Regions from separate parts of the Zea mays genome. Here all the other regions are linked to region 2. A link is a contact called in public Hi-C data. All regions are on one chromosome and are shown on one strand. Each heading gives the region's core, a stretch centred on a gene start, on an enhancer-like site or on the middle of the called end of the contact. The rest is flanking DNA. Distances are from core to core; before and after follow the strand shown. Region 1 has its middle 67 kb from the start of LOC103634989. Region 2 holds the start of LOC100275754. Region 3 holds the start of LOC100382649 (putative leucine-rich repeat receptor-like protein kinase family protein).

Region 1 (2,700 bases), core at 60-2,559, 170 kb after region 2:
TCTGTTTCTCTCATTTCATTCACTGCAGCAGTGCAGCTAAAAAAAATGGCACGTGCTAGATGCAATGCAGCACGGACGTGAGGATCGGAGTTCTTGTCGGCAATTGAATTCTTGAACAGGACGAGGATCGGAGTCCGCTGCGTTCTTTTCACAGGTTTATGGGCCTGCAGTGATGCTCATGGCAGGGGCAGCACCTGTTAACGTAGGTTTCCTTTTCGTATTGAAAGCCGGGGAAAGGCACCCGGTCGTGCCAAGAACAGCTAGCTAGCTTGTCTGCTTCCTTCCCGAGCAATCTTCTGTGTGTATTAACACACGCGGGGACCCAGCCTGCTCTGCGCCACTCGTCTCCCTCCTGACGACAGCTTAACTAGAGAGAGCGAGCGAGCGAGAGAGAGAGAGAGAGAGAGAGAGAGAGAGAGAGAGAGAGAGAGAGAGAGAGAGAGAGAGAGAGAGAGAGAGAGAGAGAGAGAGAGAGATTGACAGTTCAGCGTTCGGCATCGAGTATCACAGCGAGTGTGAGCTGCACCCTTGTGAACTGTGTAGCCGTACGTGGCGTATGACTGTGTTTGGATATGGCAAGGCTTATTAGCTGGTGACTGAAAGTTTAATGTGCCCGACAATGAGTTCGTTACGAGTTGCTTCGCTTGCCGTGTTTGGGATTTGGAGGACTTGCCGCAAGAAAGAAAGAAAGAAGAAGAAGAAGGAGGAGGAGGAGGAGGAAAGATAGTAAGCAAAGCACTCTTTTTGAGCAGGGCATGCTAGTTGTTGCGACACAGGAAAGGGAGGCTTTTGTGGACAGATAACTGCCGCGAATGCGAGGCCGTGGACAGAACAGGTCACCAACAGATCCGGATGGGCCCCCTGCGTGTCTCAATCCGGCGTCCCCGGCCCTGTACCTGAAGGTGTCGCGGGGGCATTCATGGCGTCCGTTGACATACATCACGCTCCCAGGAGCCCACAGCTAGCCCCCCACCACCGAGGCTGTGAGATGTCTCTGGTCGTCAGAGCTAGTACACACATGGGAGTACAGTCATTAGGCAGCTGCCCGTTCACTCGTTCAGATAGCTGGAGGTGGCGATCAGTGAGGTGAGCAGAGGAGAGGGAGAGCCACAGCCACAGGGGAAGAAGGACATGGACAGACGGCCCCCAGATGTTTATGCGCTGACGATGACTGCTGGTCCGGTCCAATCAAAATCCAAACAGAAAGAGGCGGCATGGCAGATCGAGCCACACTGCCACAGGCCACAGCCATGAGCTACCTAGCTAGCTGTCGAGCCCATGGTCTCCAGGGACCAAGCTCGGTAGGTGGTAGCTCACATGCATGACAGCGACGGTGCCTGCCTGCCCCCCTCCCTCACCCTGTGTCACGCACAGTCCGACTACGTAACTCCAGACGCAGCCGCAGCCGCTGCTGGTGTACTTGCTCTCTTGCGGCTCAGCCTGGGGCGTCCTAGGATGATCCTCTCGGTGCGTAGCGTAGACCGCTGCACAGTCACTCCTCCTTCCTGGCCGTGCTGTCCGTGCCTGTGTTTGTTTGTTTGTCTCCTTGCTTGTCCGGACCAGCATGCATGACCATCAGCCAGCCCCCGTGACCGTGACAGTGAAGACAGCCTGTTAACACACACACAACGACAAGAGGCAGGCCAAACTCCCAGCTCCCGATCACGTACACGGCTGTTGGCCCTCTGATGGCATTGGCATGTCTATCCCAACCTGCTGCATCTGCATGGCTGCGTGCCTGCGTCCGGACATGGAGGATGGACCGCGCACATACCCAGGCCACGAAGGATTACATTCAGACATAGCAGGACAATAACGATGCCATGGCGGGCTGCCGTCCAGTGCTTTTCTTGTTGGGACACACGGACGGCGTCGCTGGCAGCCCATCTTGGCCGGTTCCTGACACACACACAGAGAGAGGGAGGCTTCTTTCCGGGTCTCTCTTGCACGGGCACAGCTTCAACCGTTGGAAAGCGGACAGGCAACGGGTTGGTTAGACGTCAAAGTGTTGCTTGTCCCTAGAGGTGTCAATGATAAATTCTCCAAGAGTTCGTATAGTGTTGGCTTCAATTTAGGCACCAATCACTAGAGATGAATCAACTAACGGTGCTCTCTACGGAAGCCTAGACGGTTCGTGACCTCGGCGCAGGAGCTGCTCTCTCCATACACGCTTCCGGACGGTTCGCGACTAACGCATACGATGACTCGCACATATGGAGACTCGTGGTACAGAAACGAATGTCACATCTTTACTATATAATAGAAGTTCTGTACAAAAATAACTAAATAATACATCATACGAAGACGACGACCCAGCAACCATAGTTGACTGGGAGACGATGGCCTATACCTCTCACAAACTCTTCGCGGCATCCTTCATGCTCCTTATCTTATCGGTACCTGTTCTTGACCCGGGGGATTGTGAGTACAGCAAGGGTGAACTCACATACGTTCATCGCTCAACAAGATGTAGGAAATAATGTGCATGAGCTCACTTATAGTGGGGCTCATGTGAAATGTAAGGCTTACCAAAGAAGATGGTTAAAGATGAGCATTGCTTTTAAAGTTTCTCAAAGTTTTATTAGTAGTTATTAAGTGTAAGTAGATACCAACCCAATTAAGTATGAGATCACAATTAATAATAAACCCACAATACAATGCAAATGACAGATTAAGTTTGATTCCATAACTTAATCATGC
Region 2 (2,700 bases), core at 168-2,667:
GCAGAAAAAGAGACAATTTCAAAACAACATATCTTACGTATGAGATGCATGTAAGACATACCGATAGAAATAGGTGACATGTACGTTTTGAGATCCTATCAATATTTTACCGTATTTATAAAGTCTTATAATATTGTATTTTATTTTAATACTAGTGGTTATTACGAATAAAATAATAAAAATTAATTAGCTATAAAATAACCATTACTAGTGGTCCTTCTTTGCAAGCGTGCAAGCAAATCATCTGGTCCATTAGATTATGATCCAACCATAAAAACAACCATGGTTTGTTAGGAATTTTTTTATAAAGATTACTAAGCTGGTGGTGGAAGAGTTTAAGTGTTAAATGTGACCTACGATTGGATCTCGATCTAATAGACCAGATAGTTTGTTTGCACGCTTGTAAAGAAAGACCGCTTGCATAGCAGTCGTTGCCAATAGAAATATACAGTAATTATTAAATCAAGTATATAACAATCAACATTTCTTAGCTTGTTAATCTTAGATTTTATGGATGGACGATAAAATTATACTCATTTTGTTTTTTGTTTTGATGGGTGTGGAAGCAGGAGCGTAGAAGAGACGAGTCAGACATAATCGGGGCGAAGACGGACGGGGACTGCGCTGGGGCGCCGCTTGAGACGAGGCAGACCGCAGACGTACGCGGGGCGGCAAACGCAAACAACACAGACGCCCGCAGGCGTGCGGTGGTGGCGGCGGCATGGGGCAAGCGCGGGTGGTGGCACGGAGAAGGGGCATGGCGGCGACAGCGGGCACAGGTGAGAAGTGACAGCGAGCAAGAGCGAGAGACGGAGAGAAAATAGAAAGAGCACATGGACGGTGCCGTGTTCTGTTGGGAATTGGGATACAAGCTCGTTATGTCAAGCACATGCACAGTAAACAAGACCTTGAGCTCAGTGGATAATGCCGCCGGCGCCCCAGAGGAAGGTGCCTATGGCGAAGGTGCGCTTCTGGTGGACTGTGCCGGCGACGGGCAGGCCATACTCGGAGAGGAGGCGGTCGAGCTGCCACTCGGGCATGGCCTCGTAGTCCTCCCGGCTGTGCCTCGGGTAGTGCAGCGGCATCTGGAAGTAGCTCCCGCACCCGCCCGGCGCCTCCTGCTTGCTCTGCAGGTCCCTGATCTCCCCGCCGCCGTACCTCGCCGCCATCGTCTCCATGACTCTAGTATATATATGTATCGCCGGCCGACTGACTGCTGGAGTGGAGGCTCTGGCTGGCTGGCTGGCGGTGGTCGGCGTCTTTTATTTATAGTGGGTGCAGCGTGCCTCCGTCCCCCAATGTTTAATTAGTTTGCATTGTGTACAAATGTGGATTGCTTTACTTCAATTCATAATTGGTCCTATATGAGATACAAACTCTGTAATTATTGTGGCTACTTCAATGATTCATATAGAGCAAAAATCATCTTTGCATGCATACATTGCCCGAAACAAAACAAGAAAAAAAACTTTATAATATAGTACTAGCAAAAAAGAGAAAGATCTGGATCAGCTGGTCCATAAAAACGGCCAAGAAAGGTAGCAGCAACCGAAAGGGGTCCGGGGTGCTACTACCTGTCTAGTAGTACCGGCCGCCGTGCTGCACCTGCACCTGCACCTGCACGCTAAGTTTGCATCGAATAAAATATGCCGACCGTCCAGCCAATCGGTTGCGCTCTGCGCCAGCCGTCCACGGCGACCGGCGAGAAGACGCAACGAACCAGAAGCAGCAGCGACGACGGCGCGCGACGCGACCAGTGGACCACCACGGTGCGGTGCCTTTTTGGCGACACGGAGGGCCCATGAGAGGCCACGACACACACAAAACCGCTCGGTTGCAACAAGGATGTGCACGGGACCAGCCATGATTGCTTTGGTGTAACGGGAATAACAGTGGAGCAGGTCACACGATGACGAGTGTATTCTTTTCAGTTTTATACATTTTTTTACTAGACTCGTCGTAGCAATTACAAATATATGACATACTATTTGGTTATCCATGTCTTGCTACGATTTCTATATTCATAATATTAACGGTATCTATTTTTTAATACACAAACAAAAATGTATTTAAGTGGTTTGAAGTTAAGCTTGGGAGAGAGACGGTTAGTAGGGTTTGGACCCTAGATTTTGCGCTTATTTTTTGTATTTTTTCTAAAGAAATTCCACTTAAATATTGTAAAGACATAACACCATTAATTTTTTTTAAAAAAAAACTTTAATCGCTCGACTTATTCAAATGTCACAAACTTGCACAACGGAGTCATAAACCTAGGCTTGCTGTGTTCTTCGTATTTTATTTTACTGCTCAACAGGCAACTATAGCTGTTTTTCAAGAGAAAAGGAAGCACTTTTAGGGTAGATTACACAACGGGAACAAAAAAAAGAACACGTTTGAACAGGATGTAGGCGATTACAAAACTATCTCGACAGGTGCAAGCTTGTGAGTAGTTCAGTATTTGCAGCCTCTGCAGGGGTGATTAACATACATAGAGCACTCACTAACACTTGACTGCCCCAAAAAGGATTAACCTGCAGAGTGTGTCGACTTTACAATGCTGCATCAGCAGACTACCATCTCCTTCTCCTTTGTAGAGTGTGTCGACTTGGGTCCTTTTGATCAGATAAGGCCAGGTTCTCCTCCAACCCTTGGAGGCGACGTCGCCGCCATTATGCCGCTCCTGCTCTTGCGGCCCGGTCT
Region 3 (2,700 bases), core at 160-2,659, 240 kb before region 2:
GGTTGCCCCTAAATTTGGCCCCCCTATATCCCACTCACGTGCCACGTCAGCGTTCTCTTTCCTCCTATATCTCCACCCTGTACAGCGGTTCCCCCTAAATCCTTCCCCTACACCCCACTACAACCATAAAATATCATTTTCTATACCTACTTTTCATCTCTTGTCAATTTTTATTCTACTAACAATTAATTCAACAGTACAAGCACAGTGTTTAGAGGGCTTGCCACAGTCCTCCACATCTAGCGGAGCACTGCTCCCAGCGCTACCACTGTTGCTTGTAGGGGAAGGTTTAGAGGTGGCCGCTGCACCCATCTCGTCACCCTAAGGGCATGTTCGGTTACACTAATCCAGAGGGGGATTGAAGGGGTTTAAATCCCCTTCTAGTCATTTTTGACTAGGAGGGGATTTAATCCCCTTCAATCTCCCTCTGGATTGGTGTAACCAAACAAGCCCTAAACGTGCACAGTGCAAGGGGAGGGGGAAGGGCGCGGCATGCGCTGAAGACAGTCTAATAGTTGGCTGACACGCGTCTGCTGCGTCTTGGCACTTGGCAGCATGCTCCTCGCCCATCGTCGTCCTAGTCCTGCCTACGTGATGGTCGGTGAGCGGTGAGCCTGCCTTCTTTTCCTCCCCACGTCGCCCGGCCGGCGAGCCCTGTGCTCTGCTGCATTGCATGCCCCCCCGGCCTCTGCATGCTGGAGCTCGACCACCGAGCGGCAGAGGCAGACACAAGACACGTCCAAAGCTAGCCTGTCCTATCTCCCTGCTCGGCTGTTTGCTTGTCCGTATGGACAGAATCCGCAAAACAAGCACAGGCAAAGCATGGCCAATGTTGTCAGCTGTCTTGGCTTGGGGGCCTTGTGCATGGCGTGGGGACGTGGGGTGCTCTCGTTCGTTCAGTTCAAAGTTTGAATTCAAAAAAAAAATGAACTTGGCAGGAAAAAGGTGCAAAGCGAAAGAAAGCCAAGTCCTTGCCGTGCTGCGTGCAAAGCAATCATCGTCGCCCACACACTGCAGTGAAGTCATTCACGGCCCATCGCTTTCCTCATTCCCGCCGGCCTAACCCAAGTGTCGGCTGACGAGACTGTGTGAGAGTTGGAGAGCTGCGGATGGATCCGTCGGTCAACCGCTGCCTGTAATAATAATTAACAACAAGTTTTCTAATTCCTAATAAAGTGCTGCTACAATTCGATTGCCAGCAGAGGCTCACATGGGAATTGAAGGCGCAGATCGCTGACCGCGCCGCCGTCACTTGCCGAGCACGCACCGCGGTAGTAGCCGACACCGCCGCGCACAACGTTCCGTTCGTCTCCCCTCGAACCAGTCCTCCCACCAAAAACGCACTCCCGAACCCGACTCTCCTCTTGCTCGCTCTCGGTGGCGTCTCCGCCTCCGCAGTCCGCACTCGCGCACGCTTCCCTTCCCTTCCTCGCCCACGCGGACGCGGCCACGGCCGCTCCAAGCTAGCAGCAGAGCGAGAGCAGCCAATTTTGGCGCACCTCTCTCACTCTCCCTCCCTCCGTTCAGCAGCGTTCGTTTCGTTGCTCACTCAGATCCAGCCATTCAGGTGAGAGAGTAGGGGCAGCGATGCCCACGCCGCCGCTCCGTGGGGCGGGGCTCCTGCTCCGTATCTGCCTCTTCCTCTGCCTCTCACTCCGCCCCCGCCTGGCCTCCTCCGAGCCCGACGCCGACAAGGCGGCGCTGCTGGCGTTCCTCTCCGGCGTGGGCCGCGGCGCCACCGCCCGCGCGCGCATCAACTGGTCCACCACCCACCTCGCCTGCAGCGCCGACGGCCCCGGCCCCGGCTGGACGGGGGTCACCTGCAGCGCGGACGGCGCGCGCGTCGTGGCGCTGCACCTCCCGGGGCTGGGCCTCTCGGGCGCCGTGCCGCCGGGCACGCTCGGCCGCCTCACCGCGCTGCAGCTGCTCAGCCTGCGCTCCAACGACCTCTCCGGCCCGCTCCCCGCCGACCTCCTGCGCCTGCCCGCGCTCGAGGGCCTCCACCTCCACCGCAACGCCTTCTCCGGCGCGCTCCCCGCCGCCCTCGCGGGGCTGACCGCGCTCCAGGTGCTCGACCTCTCTTTCAACGCCTTCGACGGCGCCGTCCCCGGCGCGCTCGCCAACCTCACCCGCCTCGTCGCGCTCGACCTCTCCAACAACTCGCTTTCCGGCCGCGTCCCGGACCTCGGCCTCCCCGCGCTCCGTTTCCTCAACCTCTCCAACAACCGCCTCGACGGGACCGTGCCGGCGTCCCTCCTCCGCTTCCCCGACGCCGCCTTCGCCGGCAACAGCCTCACGCGCCCGGCTCCGGCTCAGGCGCCGCCGGTTGTTGTCGCTCCGCCTCCTGGCCTCGCTGCGCCTCCCCCCGCGAGGCGGCGGCCCAGGCTCAGCGAGGCGGCCATCCTCGCCATTGCCGTGGGAGGGTGCGTCCTCGGGTTCGCCGTCGCGGCGCTGCTGCTCCTCGCATTCTGCAACAGCAGCAGGGAGGGCCGCGATGAAGAGACAGTAGGCGGCGGCGCGGCTGCAGGGAAGGGCGGGGAGAAGAAGGGGAGGGAATCGCCCGAGTCCAAGGCGGTCATCGGCAAGGCCGGGGACGGCAACCGGATGGTCTTCTTTGAGGCCCCGTCGCTGGCGTTCGACCTGGAGGACCTGCTCCGCGCCTCCGCCGAGGTCCTGGGCAAGGGCGCGTTCGGGACGGCG

Evidence for each region. A called contact is a pair of places that touch in the nucleus more often than the background predicts.
Region 1: a contact with region 2 is called in a Hi-C map of leaf, with 3 times the contacts expected there. The contact joins the enhancer-like site here to the promoter of LOC100275754 in region 2. A contact is called at or near these places in 2 of 25 Hi-C or Micro-C datasets (ear and leaf).
Region 3: a Hi-C map of endosperm shows a contact between it and region 2, with 2.7 times the contacts expected there. The contact joins the promoter of LOC100382649 here to the promoter of LOC100275754 in region 2. A contact is called at or near these places in 2 of 25 Hi-C or Micro-C datasets (ear and endosperm).

Annotation. Positions count from the first base shown.
Region 1 is chr8:27,157,745-27,160,444 of Zm-B73-REFERENCE-NAM-5.0, reverse strand. No RefSeq gene overlaps it. Among protein-coding and RNA genes, the nearest start is that of LOC103634989, 67 kb to the right of the region's middle. Within about 2 kb of position 1,309, at least 18 of the 20 cell types and tissues checked have an H3K27ac peak or open chromatin away from gene starts, as enhancers often do. A contact at or near this core is called in ear and leaf, where this site is marked.
Region 2 is chr8:27,327,437-27,330,136 of Zm-B73-REFERENCE-NAM-5.0, reverse strand. LOC100275754 reads right to left here and starts at 1,417. Exons shown (of 1, transcript XM_008657564.4): 1 at 813-1,417. The coding sequence starts at 1,178. The coding sequence ends at 915.
Region 3 is chr8:27,566,507-27,569,206 of Zm-B73-REFERENCE-NAM-5.0, reverse strand. LOC100382649 (putative leucine-rich repeat receptor-like protein kinase family protein) reads left to right here and starts at 1,409. Exons shown (of 2, transcript NM_001175373.1): 1 at 1,409-2,700. The coding sequence starts at 1,588.